Linked DNA regions of Mus musculus: regions 2, 3 and 4 are each linked to region 1. The links are chromatin contacts, called in public promoter capture Hi-C maps. All regions are on one chromosome and are shown on one strand. The core of a region is the stretch at or near the end of the contact, and the rest is flanking DNA. Distances in the headings are between cores, read along the strand shown. Region 1 holds the start of 4930461C15Rik (a long non-coding RNA gene). Region 2 holds the start of Tfg (Trk-fused gene). Region 3 holds the start of Nit2 (nitrilase family, member 2). Region 4 holds the start of Tbc1d23 (TBC1 domain family, member 23).

What was found. Promoter capture Hi-C pulls out the DNA fragments that hold promoters and counts their contacts. Capture Hi-C pulls out chosen DNA fragments and counts their contacts.
Region 2: a promoter capture Hi-C map of liver shows a contact between it and region 1, with 7 times the contacts expected there. The contact joins the promoter of Tfg here to the promoter of 4930461C15Rik in region 1. A contact is called at or near these places in 4 of 39 promoter capture datasets (the 3T3-L1 cell line, hippocampal neurons, liver and 1 more), 1 of 484 Hi-C or Micro-C datasets (muscle stem cells), 2 of 115 datasets of contacts at active chromatin or transcription factors (astrocytes and microglia) and 2 of 9 other capture datasets (adipose tissue and liver).
Region 3: a promoter capture Hi-C map of adipose tissue shows a contact between it and region 1, with 4 times the contacts expected there. The contact joins the promoter of Nit2 here to the promoter of 4930461C15Rik in region 1. A contact is called at or near these places in 5 of 39 promoter capture datasets (the 3T3-L1 cell line, cranial neural crest, hippocampal neurons and 2 more), 2 of 484 Hi-C or Micro-C datasets (muscle stem cells and uterus), 1 of 115 datasets of contacts at active chromatin or transcription factors (astrocytes) and 1 of 9 other capture datasets (adipose tissue).
Region 4: a contact with region 1 is called in a promoter capture Hi-C map of liver, with 8 times the contacts expected there. The contact joins the promoter of Tbc1d23 here to the promoter of 4930461C15Rik in region 1. A contact is called at or near these places in 7 of 39 promoter capture datasets (the 3T3-L1 cell line, cranial neural crest, frontonasal cranial neural crest and 3 more), 3 of 484 Hi-C or Micro-C datasets (Sertoli cells, muscle stem cells and nephron progenitors), 4 of 115 datasets of contacts at active chromatin or transcription factors (astrocytes, embryonic stem cells and stem cell-derived neural progenitor cells) and 2 of 9 other capture datasets (embryonic stem cells and liver).

Annotation. Positions count from the first base shown.
Region 1 is chr16:58,407,128-58,409,906 of GRCm38.p6, forward strand. It overlaps 4930461C15Rik (a long non-coding RNA gene), which reads right to left and starts at 1,404. Exons shown (of 4, transcript XR_384912.2): 1 at 1,045-1,404. Dcbld2 (discoidin, CUB and LCCL domain containing 2) reads left to right here and starts at 1,408. Exons shown (of 16, transcript NM_028523.3): 1 at 1,408-1,824. The coding sequence starts at 1,629.
Region 2 is chr16:56,716,069-56,718,847 of GRCm38.p6, forward strand. It overlaps Tfg (Trk-fused gene), which reads right to left and starts at 1,382. Exons shown (of 8, transcript NM_019678.3): 1 at 1,117-1,382.
Region 3 is chr16:57,165,908-57,168,686 of GRCm38.p6, forward strand. Nit2 (nitrilase family, member 2) reads right to left here and starts at 1,425. Exons shown (of 10, transcript NM_023175.1): 1 at 1,374-1,425; 2 at 191-309. The coding sequence starts at 1,380. Gm16892 (a long non-coding RNA gene) reads left to right here and starts at 1,462. Exons shown (of 2, transcript XR_003951893.1): 1 at 1,462-1,563.
Region 4 is chr16:57,230,012-57,232,790 of GRCm38.p6, forward strand. It overlaps Tbc1d23 (TBC1 domain family, member 23), which reads right to left and starts at 1,455. Exons shown (of 19, transcript NM_001358433.1): 1 at 1,303-1,455. The coding sequence starts at 1,355.

The sequences.
Region 1 (2,779 bases), core at 154-2,653:
CTCCTAGCAACCATGTAAATTCTGAGGATCAAACTCAGATCGTAAGGATTGTCAGCAAGGGCTCTTAACCAATGGCCTATCTCTCTGGCTTTGCATCCCAGTATAGGTGCTTCTCAGCTTATGATAAGAGTCACATTTGATAAACCCACCATCACTTGAGAACACGTTAAGTCAAGGGAACATTTAATACACTCAAGGTAGTAGACATCCTATGCCAGTATCAGTTTGCTGTACAGCATCCGTTGCTTAGCGTTGAGAAGACCCAGCTGCCAGAAATTATGGCTTGTTAAAGGCAGTCATCAGCAGGACAGGGCACAGCAGCAATACTGTGAAAAATCAACCACCATAAACTGAAAGGTAATACAGATGCTCTATAGTTACTTCCTTTGCTATGCAAACTGTTCTATCTTACTAAGTCCCTGTTTGTTAAAGGTACAATACTTTTTTTTTTTTTTTTAGGGAGTCCCTAATTAAAAATATCCCTGATGGTTTCTCTTTATAAATCTACTGTCTAGTTCTGTGGATTCTTCTTTAAAGACTGCTCTTTCTTCTGCCATACTGCCTGCTCAAAAACTCCATCAAATTGCCTATTATTTGAATTTGTACTTGTTTCATTCTGACGTGCATGATGTACTGACATTTCTTCCCCATTCCAAAACCTGCAAATTATCTATAAAGTGGCTCTAATTCCTGGGACTTCTCTGAGCACAATTTTACAGATAGTGGACTTAAATAGTCTCAGCAACACGGGTCTTATTTTATACTTCCTCTCCAAAGTCCTAGAAGCTATCTTTGCAAAAACTGAACACTACATTTGTAATTGTACCCGCAGATGTTGCTGCAATTGACTGCAGTTTTAATTAAGAAAAACATACTCTGCTATTTAAAAACAGTCCCTTAAATACAGCTCCCAGCTGAAATCTTCCAGCATCCAGCCATCCCACCCCTTCCAGTGGCCTGATGTTCGACGGGGGAGGAGCCAGGAGCAAGCAGGCTCTGGGAAGCTGGAGAGCGCGGGATGGGGAAGTCCCGGAAGTCACTGACCAGAGAGTCTCGGCGGGTTCTCTCTGGGCAGTGGTCCCAAAAACTACAGGCTCTTCAGCGGGGCGGGGACCGCTCCCGGCCCCGGCTTGGGGGCGAACCCGGATCGAGGGAGGCGGGTGGGACGCTCCCAGAGGTCCAGGGCGATTGGCAGACGCGGATGAGGGGCGGTGGAGCTTTAGGAGAGGAGCTAACAGGTCGACAGAGCAGACGGCGTGATGATTGGACGGCACGGAAGGAGCTGGACCAGATCTGGCCGCTCATTGGTCTCAGCATGAGGAGGAGGCGTGGCCAGCGCGCGCGGGAGGGAGGGAGGGCGAGAGAGCGGGGCCGGCCCGCCCGAGAGACGGTCGGTCTACGAGCGCGGCGGGAGCGCGTTCCAGCTCGGGCCCCGGTGCTATCCTCCGATCCGCCGCGCTCCGGCCTGGGGTCTCGGGGCGGGAAGCTCGGTGAAGCGGGCGCGGGGAGCAGGGCGGAGGGGACGAGGCGCGCTGCGCTGCCGCCCGGTCCTCACCGGGTGCTGCGGGCCCCGGGCGCGCGGGGCTCCGCGGCGCGCGCACTATGCGGGCGGATTGCCGGCCGCCGCGATGGCGAGCCGGGCGCCGCTGAGAGCCGCGCGCAGCCCCCAGGGTCCCGGAGGCCCGGCCGCGCCCGCCGCCACCGGCCGGGCCGCGCTGCCCAGCGCCGGCTGCTGTCCCCTCCCTCCTGGCCGCAACTCCTCCTCCAGGCCTCGACTGCTCCTTCTGCTGCTCCTACTGCTCCAGGACGCTGGAGGCCAGCAAGGTGAGTGGTGGCCCGCACCGGTCGGCCTCCTGAGGCTCTTGGCTGTTGGAGGAACCTGCCGACGAACCCAGAGATGCAGAGACACCACACTGGCGAGGCTGATGTGGCGGGGACCGGGGCGGGGTGGTGGTGCCGCCCGGTGTCTCAAGTTTGTGTCGCTTTACTTTTCCGCAAAGCCATTCATTTCTGTGAAAGAGGGACGTATGAGACCCTGCCGTGGAGGCCTCCTTGCTGTCTCCTTCTGGACTGATGGACGGAGTCGGGAGCAAATTAAAAAGCATCTTGAGCTTATTAAAGACAGGCAGGGATTGCTGTTCTTAGGGATAGCGCCCAGGTTCTAACGCGAATGAAGCAAATTGCAGTGCTCTCTAGAGCCTTGCTTACGTTTGCAATTCGTTCTTCAGAGCACCTGCCCATTACTGAGGACCGTGGTTTGTAGATTGTCTTGATCAAACACAGAAGTGGCCCAGAGTAGCGGTCCACTACCAAAAGCGCAAACTTTCTCAGAAAGTGACAAAGCTTCTTTTCCTTCTACAATCCCATTCCAGAAGCGGGAACAACTGTTGGTTGATAAATCATCAACAATAGAAAGAGAATACAGGACTGAACTTTTTAGTGTTGCTGCTTTGGGCAGCGTACCACATTCTGTTTGGCTTTATTTCTTCCATGGCTTTTCTTGTTACTAATTGCTAGGGAGAGTTTCTTGAAATACGTTTTCCATTTCTCAGTTCAGCTTCCCACTGTGTGCACTTTTTGTCAGTAAGGAATATCTTCAAGGTCATGGGATTGTCTCTTGGGAAGGTGCAGCCTTGATGGACGTGTGAGAGGTAATCGCTAAGAGAAAAACGTAAACTGTCCTCTTTAATAGTCACATTTAAACTGAGCAACCTAAGGTTTAGAGGTCTAATAGGCAGATTTCAGTCAGCGCTTACTGTTTTAGAGTGTGGAAGCCTCT
Region 2 (2,779 bases), core at 132-2,631, 1.7 Mb before region 1:
AGCCTCAGGCACCTGTTGCTTAACCTGAGAAGAGGCCCTCTTTCAGAAGCTTCTAAAACGCCCACCCTCTAAACAAGTTTCTTTTTCCCTTCTTTCTTTTCTTGTCCCCGCCTCCCCAAGACAGGATTTCTCTGGGTAGCCTTGGCTGTTCTGTAGACCAGGCTGGCCCCGAACTCAGAAATCCACCTGCCTCTGACTCCTGAGTGCACCACCACCAACTGGCTCCTTTTTCTTCTCTATTTTTTCTTTCTCTCTTTTCTTTTCTTTCTTTAAAGAACCTTGATTATTCTAAAACTGTAAGTGGGTCTCAAAATCTGTATGACACGCAGTGTATATGGCAAGAATGTAACCATTTTCACTGGTAGCTATGTGAGCTCAAGTTCTTCTCTGCGGCGTACTTTCTGCACATGCGAAGGGAGCCTAACAAGCTACTTTGGTAGAATCTTTGAGATTACCTATCTACAATTCTCCCTACCGTGCCCAGAGACGGCAACTTAACAAAAGTTGGCAACTGTAATCAGTAAAACTGGGTAGGGCCCCAAGAGGACACTAAGCACGGGAGTGTACGACCGAATGGGGCTCCTTTCTGTGTCCTCAATCTACCGATTAACTCCAGGTCTACGCTCCAACGTCCAAGCCACTCCCGGGGATCAGGCACAAACGCTTTGGGCTTTCTCAAGCCCCCTTTCTATGTCTTCCATGATTCACCCTCCACCTTCCAAGTTGCTCTAGAGGGTGAAGCACCGAGCAAACGCCCCAGGCTTCTTCGATCCCTGGTTCTCGACCTCCGTAAGAGGTACCCCCAGGCTCCCCTCTACTCTCTGGGGCCGGAGGGAACAGGACTTGGGGTATCAGCGGGGCCAAACGCCCTCCAGGTCAGGCCGGGCCGGGCGCCCTCTCCTCCCCCTCCCTCCCTCCCTCCCAGCCGCCCCTCCCCCATGCCGGGCCGCTCGTCCGCCTCACCCGGGCCCTGCGCCCTCCCTCCCAGCCCCTTCCCACGGTCCCCAGCCCCACCCTCCCACCCGGCGCTGGGAGGTTCCAGAAGCCCTGCGGCCCTCCCGGTTCCCCCGACCTCCTCCTTGAGTCGCCACGCGCGCCTCACTCCGGCGGACATACCCCGCTTGCCGAGGCCGTCCACCTCAGCTGACCCGGCCGCTGCGGGCTCACTCGGTGTCGCAGAGGAGGCTTCCAAACCCCGTCCGCTCCGCCGCCGTCCGCCGAGCCTCGCCGAGCTGCAGGCTGCGCAGAGCTGGCCAATCGCACGCACCCGACGAGCCTAGCGACAGCCACGGTCCCGTACGTGGCAGGTGGGAAGCGCAGGGGCGGGAGCGAAGGGGAGAAAAAAAAAAACTGCCCTGGCGCCCCGCCTCCAGGCGCACAAGCCAGTCAGGACGCATGCGCAGTGGGTGAGGGGCGGGGCGGGCGAAGACCCCGCTGCGTCGGGTGAGCGGCCCGGCTTCCTCACTGGATGACCGAGTGTAGGAAGTGCGAGCCGAGGCGGACACGCATGCGCAGGGAATTACCAGCACTTCCGGTTTTCCGGGCAGCCAGTCTTTCCTAAGTCTGGCTGCTGGGTGGGCGGGGCGTAGTCTGCAGGGCTGGGTTTGCTACGAGAGCCTGGGGGAAGTGGGGCATCTGTCCAGAAAGGTTTGGGTCTTGTTGCTTTGTGGCTGTCGTGACTACGCGCTAGTCTGTCACATCTCGGAAAAAACGAACCCCTTTTCCGCCTTCTTTCTACACGTTCATTCATTCATTCATTCAGGATTGAGTGCCTACGCTTTGCCGAAAGAGTGCTAGGATGAGTCAGTTCCCCAGCTAAGCTCTACCCAAACATTTAGGAAGATCCGAGTTTAGAGGGCACACCCACCGGTGCAAAAGACAAACTTGGATAGTAAAAACCGAGGCTTCAAGAAGGCTTTTATAGGATAGAGATTTGACCATACCCTACACTCGCCTAAATTCAGTTTTCTTTTTGCTTTGGATGTGTTTAAATGGATGGAACTTGAGAATTATCATCCTGAGTGAGGTGACTCAGTCACAAAGGAGCAAACACGGCTTGGACTCACCCTTGAAAAGACTGCTTACACATTGGTCCCTGACTAGTGTCTGAGCAACTAGAATTCAACAATGCTTCCACTGTTCTTTATTAAGAGCCATCCCTTGTGTCTAAAGTGTTTGAATAAATGTATTTTACGCTGAACACATTTCAATCTGCTTGCAATCTGGGTGCCAGGAATCTTAGTACACAGCAACCAGTGGGTCCCGTAATCTCCTTTAACAAGAAGAAGAAGAAAAATAAATAAATAAAGCAAAGTGGAGTGGTATAATCTAACACTACAATCTAAGTCTTACAAGTAACTTCTGGCAGACTATTCACATGGTTTAGGGACTTGTTGCTGGAAGAAATTAAGTGTGTCCAGGAAGAAAGCTTAGATGTGTGCTCTGGTCTCATACAGACTTCTTTCTTTATAATTTGTTCTTTTGCTATGTTCCTTTATGTTCTTTTCTATAATACCGTATGTCCTAGACATGGATACAGTTCCCTATAGTATCTGTGCAAAAACCATACAATGCCTATAGATGTAATTTGAGCATACTTTTTATTAAAAAAATCTACATCTAGAAACACAGAGATCTCATTACCAGAATAATCTGGAAAGAAGAGGTTGTAGATTTTGTAGCAGTGCTCAGAAAGGACTTTAGTACTGTTGCTTGTCTGCTTTCAGGACAATATATTCATTCACTACTTAACTGGGGTACTATTTTGTTAATAATTTCA
Region 3 (2,779 bases), core at 175-2,674, 1.2 Mb before region 1:
TTGTAACCACGTTTGACATCTTATGATAAAGGTCGCTACTAGTCTTTGTGAAAGATGAGACAAATACGAAACAATATTAGGGTTCCAAAAGGCATTGCTGGAGGTGGGACATAAGAGGACCACTGCCAGCACGCAGTACTGTGGTGGATCCACAGCTCCTGAAGAATGGGCAGGCTGCCCTGATACTTACAGGCAGAGAAACTATGTTGGCACCTTGCTTTGCTGCCTCCCGCACTAGGCTACAAGCCCGGGTAAGGTTATCTGATTTAATGGAAGAAACTTGAAGCTGTATGAGGGCCAGGCGGAAAGCTGGGGAAAAAAGAAAAAAAAAAAAAAAAAAAAAAGTCATCAGATCTGCCCACTAAGTTCACCCAGGGCCAGGATTCTCAAACAGGATATCAGGCAGTATTTGAACATGGTTTTTGATTGACCCAACTACTGGCAATCTAAAGGGGTATATCGACAACACTGACAAAACCTGGCTTCTGAAGAAGGCCGAAGCTCTCCTTAAAAGTATAAAAACTATGATCGCTCATTCCTTGGCTTATCCTAAATATGATGAGAGAGAAAAAAAAAAAAAAGGCATTTAGCCCCTAACACCTCTTAATTGAACAGTGCCAGAATCTGTATAAAAACAAATGAAACCAAAACCTGGCATTATTTTCAGGTTAACAGACCTTGAGCTGTCACCAGAGTATCACAGAAACTCACTAATATCTCCCCTAACCCTAGGAAGTTAGACTGCCTCTGCTCCTGAGGCAGGAAAGGATAATAAAACTATAGTTTTGTTTCTAGCTTCTTCCAAAAGCCACCCAATATGGACAAGGTCCCGACCCAGGTTAGGGGCCGGTGCAAAAGCGCCCTCTGCAGGCTTACGCAGGAAAACCCCTCCACTGGGGTCCTCCGTGTGCAAGACTTGTTGCTTCCCCTTCTCCGGAAAGCGATTAATGATTTTGAAGATGAACAAGTCGGGGCGGAGGGCACGAAAACACCTCGAGTGACGGGCCTATTACGGGAACAACATTTACATGAATATGCCAGGACAGTGCAACTATAAACTTTTACAGACGAGGAACTGCGGAGTGAGGTGTGATTATCCACCGCTTTGTGAGGCGAGGAAGTCAGAGCCACGAGTTGGACACCACCACCCAACCCGCAAGCTGACCAGCTCCGACAGCACAGGACGCCCCGCGCGGAGGCCTGTGCTCGCACGGCCAGCCGCCCCTGGGCTTCGCCGCGCCGCGGACACCGGTGACAAGAGCCACCGGCATGGCTGACCGGGGGACGCAAGGACCCAGCCGGCTCATCTGCACCGCCGCACGGAGGACCCCGCTCCCGCTGGGAGCTGGACAACCAGACCACGAGCCACTTACTAGACATGGCTCTTCCACGGTGCACCGCAGGCCACAGGGACTCCTGCCAGTCAATCTCCTCCGCAGCGTGCAGAAGGCGGGGCCGAGCCGCGCGCGCAGAAGGGGCGTGGTCAAGGGCTGGGTCGAGGGGCGGAGCCTCGATGAGCTTTGAGGATTTTACTGTTTTGTTTTGTGCTGTGCTGTAATGTAGGTGAGTAAGCCTCCGACTTTGTGCACATTCAGTACCAGTCTACATTCTTGCCTGGGCACCGTACTAAAAATGGCTCACCCTTTGCGGTTGCATACACCAAGAAGTGATAATTACAAATTCTTTATATAGGGCCTTCAAAAGCAAAGTCAAAAAAGAGAAGCCTACGTTATGGTAGTGTGCCATAAATGGTCTGGGGTAGAAAGGTCCTACTTGTGGCACAAAGGACATAAATTTCAGGTTAGATCATGGCAGTGGCCAGGGTAACGATGCTCCATGCTGACTGGCTTGAGGAAGTGCACCTGGTTGTTTTAGGCTAGCAGGACTTCAGAACCTTGCTCCTAACTGGGCTGGGGAAAGAGATAGAGTTGGTGCTAAGCAGTATTCTACGATTTGACCTTTGTATTTATTATTTAATTTTTATTCATTATCATTTATGTAAATATTTATTTTTGTTTTGAGCTTTTCCGGTTTTCAGACAGGGTCTCTTGTAGCCTAGGCTGCACTTTAACTTGCTATGTAGCTAAGGCTCACCTTGACGTCTAATCCTCCTGCTCCCACTCCTGAGTGCAGGGATTGAGTCCTGTAGCAACACACCCAGCTAGTGACATTGCTTTCTAAGCTTTGCAGTGCTTGCAAGTTAAAGTCTATACCTTGTCACATTTGCAGAGCACGGAGCCAAGGGGATTAGAGAGCTTGACAAGAGGAAAGAAAGCCTGCAGATCAGATCCCCAAAAGAAATTTTAGTCAGCTGTCTTCAGTGGGGCTGAGCTTTTCACAAACTTTGGGAGAGACAGAGAGAGCCAAACAGAGAGACAGAGAGAGGGAGAGAGAGAGAACCATAAACAGCAGTTTGAAAAGGACAAAGCAGGGCTGGAGAGATGGCTCCGTGGTTAAGAGCACTTGGTGCTCTTGCAAAGGACCTGGGTTTGGATCTAAGCACCTACATCGTCCTGAGGGGATCACAGAATTGTTTCTTCCAAGAACCTGAGAACACTGGGGAAGCGGGGTGAACAAAGAATGTATGCGCTGGAGGAAGGTGTGGGGATGGGTTGCAGTATGGCCTTATGTCTTCCAGGGTTAACATATTTACCCCATCTTCATCTTGCATTAGAAACTGCAGTGGCCTGGTAGCCATGGCAACTACTGAAGACAAAGCCAGGTCTAAGGTGACAGATCTATTGACAGCTCTAGTAGAAAGAGGGGGGAAAGGTCACAG
Region 4 (2,779 bases), core at 205-2,704, 1.2 Mb before region 1:
CTTCAGAGTCTAACTCACACACCAGTGCCTCCATGAGCTTTTGTAATGCATGCTGAAATGGTTTCTGCCTCTTCTGAACTCCCACAACACTTATTTACAATCTCAGAGAACAAAATTAACTTTAGCTTGCTACATGTGTACCTGTCAGTCCCCAGAAGACCAGCTACTCAACTGCTATATCGTGTATTCCTTTCTGTTATTTCTATTGTCCTCAATTAGTAAAGTACAAATTTACCAAAGGCTTGCATTGTGTGTAGGTACACCGTGACAGTGATATATAAACACTGTGAAAAACAACAGCAAAATCCATGAGTCTTACACCTGGTCAATACAGTTAGATCAACTGTAAGATATACACGTGCACACACACACACACACAACTTCAAAAGTAGAAGTGTCCACCAAAAATTAATGACCCTCAGTGGGAAAAATAATGCCTACCAAAAAGGTATTGGCAGGGTTGGGGATGTATCACAGTTGGTAGAATGCTTGTCCTAGCACACAGGAAGCCCTCGGTTCAATCCCCAGCCCAACACAAACCAGGCAGGATGGAGCTTACAAGCCAGCACTCGGGAGGAGAAAGCAAAAGCATTGGAAGTCCACAGTCATCCTCAGCCACTCAGAAAGTTCGAGGCCAGCCTTGGGCTACATGAGTTCCTTTAAAAACCAAATCTTCCCACAGCCCCAGAGACACATGCAAATGCCCGGGAGAAACAGTAACAAAATTCAAAACGCCCTCCAAGTCATGAAATTAAATTGTGAGGAAAGTGGTGGGGAAGAAAAAAAAATAATAATAACAAATGTTAGAAACTGTTGGGAGATAAACAAAATTAATAATAATAATTTTTTTTTTTAAAGACAACCCTGAACTACGTAGAAGGAATCTTGCTGGGTGTATCTCACGACCTCTGCACTGTCAAAGGTCGCGGTGGTTATTTCAAAAGATCTCATTTCAAATGGTCTGAGATCTCCATCCAAGAACTTCCTCCTTAGTGCGCCCATTCCAACTCCCTGGCTAGGGACTCGGCGAACTCAGTGGGGAAGCCACTCTCTTCGCTGGGCCAAGCGGGAGGACCTGACTTAGGCGCAGATCCAGGATGGCCCCTGAGTCCCCGGGATTCTGCCCCAGCCGCAGAAGCCCGCGGGCAGAGGGGACCCTGAAGCAGAGGGGGCGGGGCAGGGGCTCAGAGGAGGACAGGTGCCTTTTGCTCCACGCCCCGCCAGCCAGCACCTCGGGGACAGGCAGGATGGCGAACAGGAAGAGAAGGGGCCAGTGGGAATTAAACCTGGGCTCGCACTCACCAGCTGTCCCCGCCCGACGTTGACAGTGGCAGAAGCTCTTCTCCTTCCGCCATTGCTGTTGACGTCCACGTCACTTTGCCGAAAAGTGGACCTGGCACCGAGACTGTCTCAGAGATTCAGTGTCGTAAAAGGAGTTATGAAGTCTGAGACTTGAGACTCACCAGAGCGAAAGAGGGAGGAGGCGAGGAATTGGAAGGATGCAACGTCACCACGTCTCTAGGGCGAAAGGCGGAGCCCGGAGCTTTGCGAGAGGGAGAAGATTATGGAAGACCACAAATCCCAGGATGCCAAGGGCCCGCGAACGGAGTGGGCGGGGCACAAGGCTTGTGGGCGGGGCCGACCCTGGGGAGTGGGAGGGGTTCTCCGGGATGGGGCGGGGCGCCACGCTGCGGGCAGGCGTGGCTCAGAGGAGACTCTGAAAGTGAAGCATCCTGGCTTGGCGTCTTAATGTTTGGGTCTCTGGCTGTCCGGTGTGAGCCAGAATTGAGAATCCCAGCTAGTGGAGAGAGGAGGGCAAGTATGAATTCACACAGAGAAGGTAGGCTGAATAGAAAAAAAGGAAAGGACATACCACATCATTTGTAAAGACCATTCAAAAAAATAAAAAGGCCAGGGACTTAGTAAACCATACAGCACTTGCCCAGCATCCTCAATGATTCAATCACCAGAGCTACAAGAAAAATAAAAATACACGAAGGACTCTGTCAAGCTATCCAGTTAAGAAAATTATACTCTAGTCTTCTATCTTAAATATGTCTTCTAACAGCCAGGAGAATCAACTGTAGTTCTGAAACTGAAATTCCAGTTTAAAAAATCAGTTTAAGAAAGCTGCCGAGGGGGGCTGGTGAGATGGCTCAGTGGGTTAGAGCACCCGACTGCTCTTCCGAAGGTCCAGAGTTCAAATCCCAGCAACCACATGGTGGCTCACAACCATCCGTAACAAGATCTGACTCCTTCTTCTGGAGTGTCTGAAGACAGCTACAGTGTACTTACATATAATAAATAAATAAATCTTAAAAAAAAAAAAAAAAAAAAGAAAGCTGCCGAGATCCTTCCCTTCCTAGCCAAAGTCCCATTTGTCCCTCTAAATGGGCCTCCTTGTTCCGCACCCAGGTTTCATCCACAGTACCAGTATTACCAAAACACTAGCCCCTGGGCTATCTTTGCCTAGTACAGATTCAGGGAGGAGCTGAACAAATATTTTTAAGCCCAGGAACAACGATGCAGTTAACTACATGAAATTTATGGATAAATCTGAAAATGCCATTGTTAGATGAACCAAACAGATTACAAACAAAAGGCATCGTTTATGTTTGATATCAATATATTAGCAATAGATGCATGCACACTGAGAAATGCAGGGGTAATGTGTAGAAAAACTGAAAACAATTAAGTTTTAGATGGGGCAGGAATGACCAGAAATAGCTTTAATTAAGTAAAGTAAGTTTCTGTTCGATTGGTTGGCTGGTTATGTTTT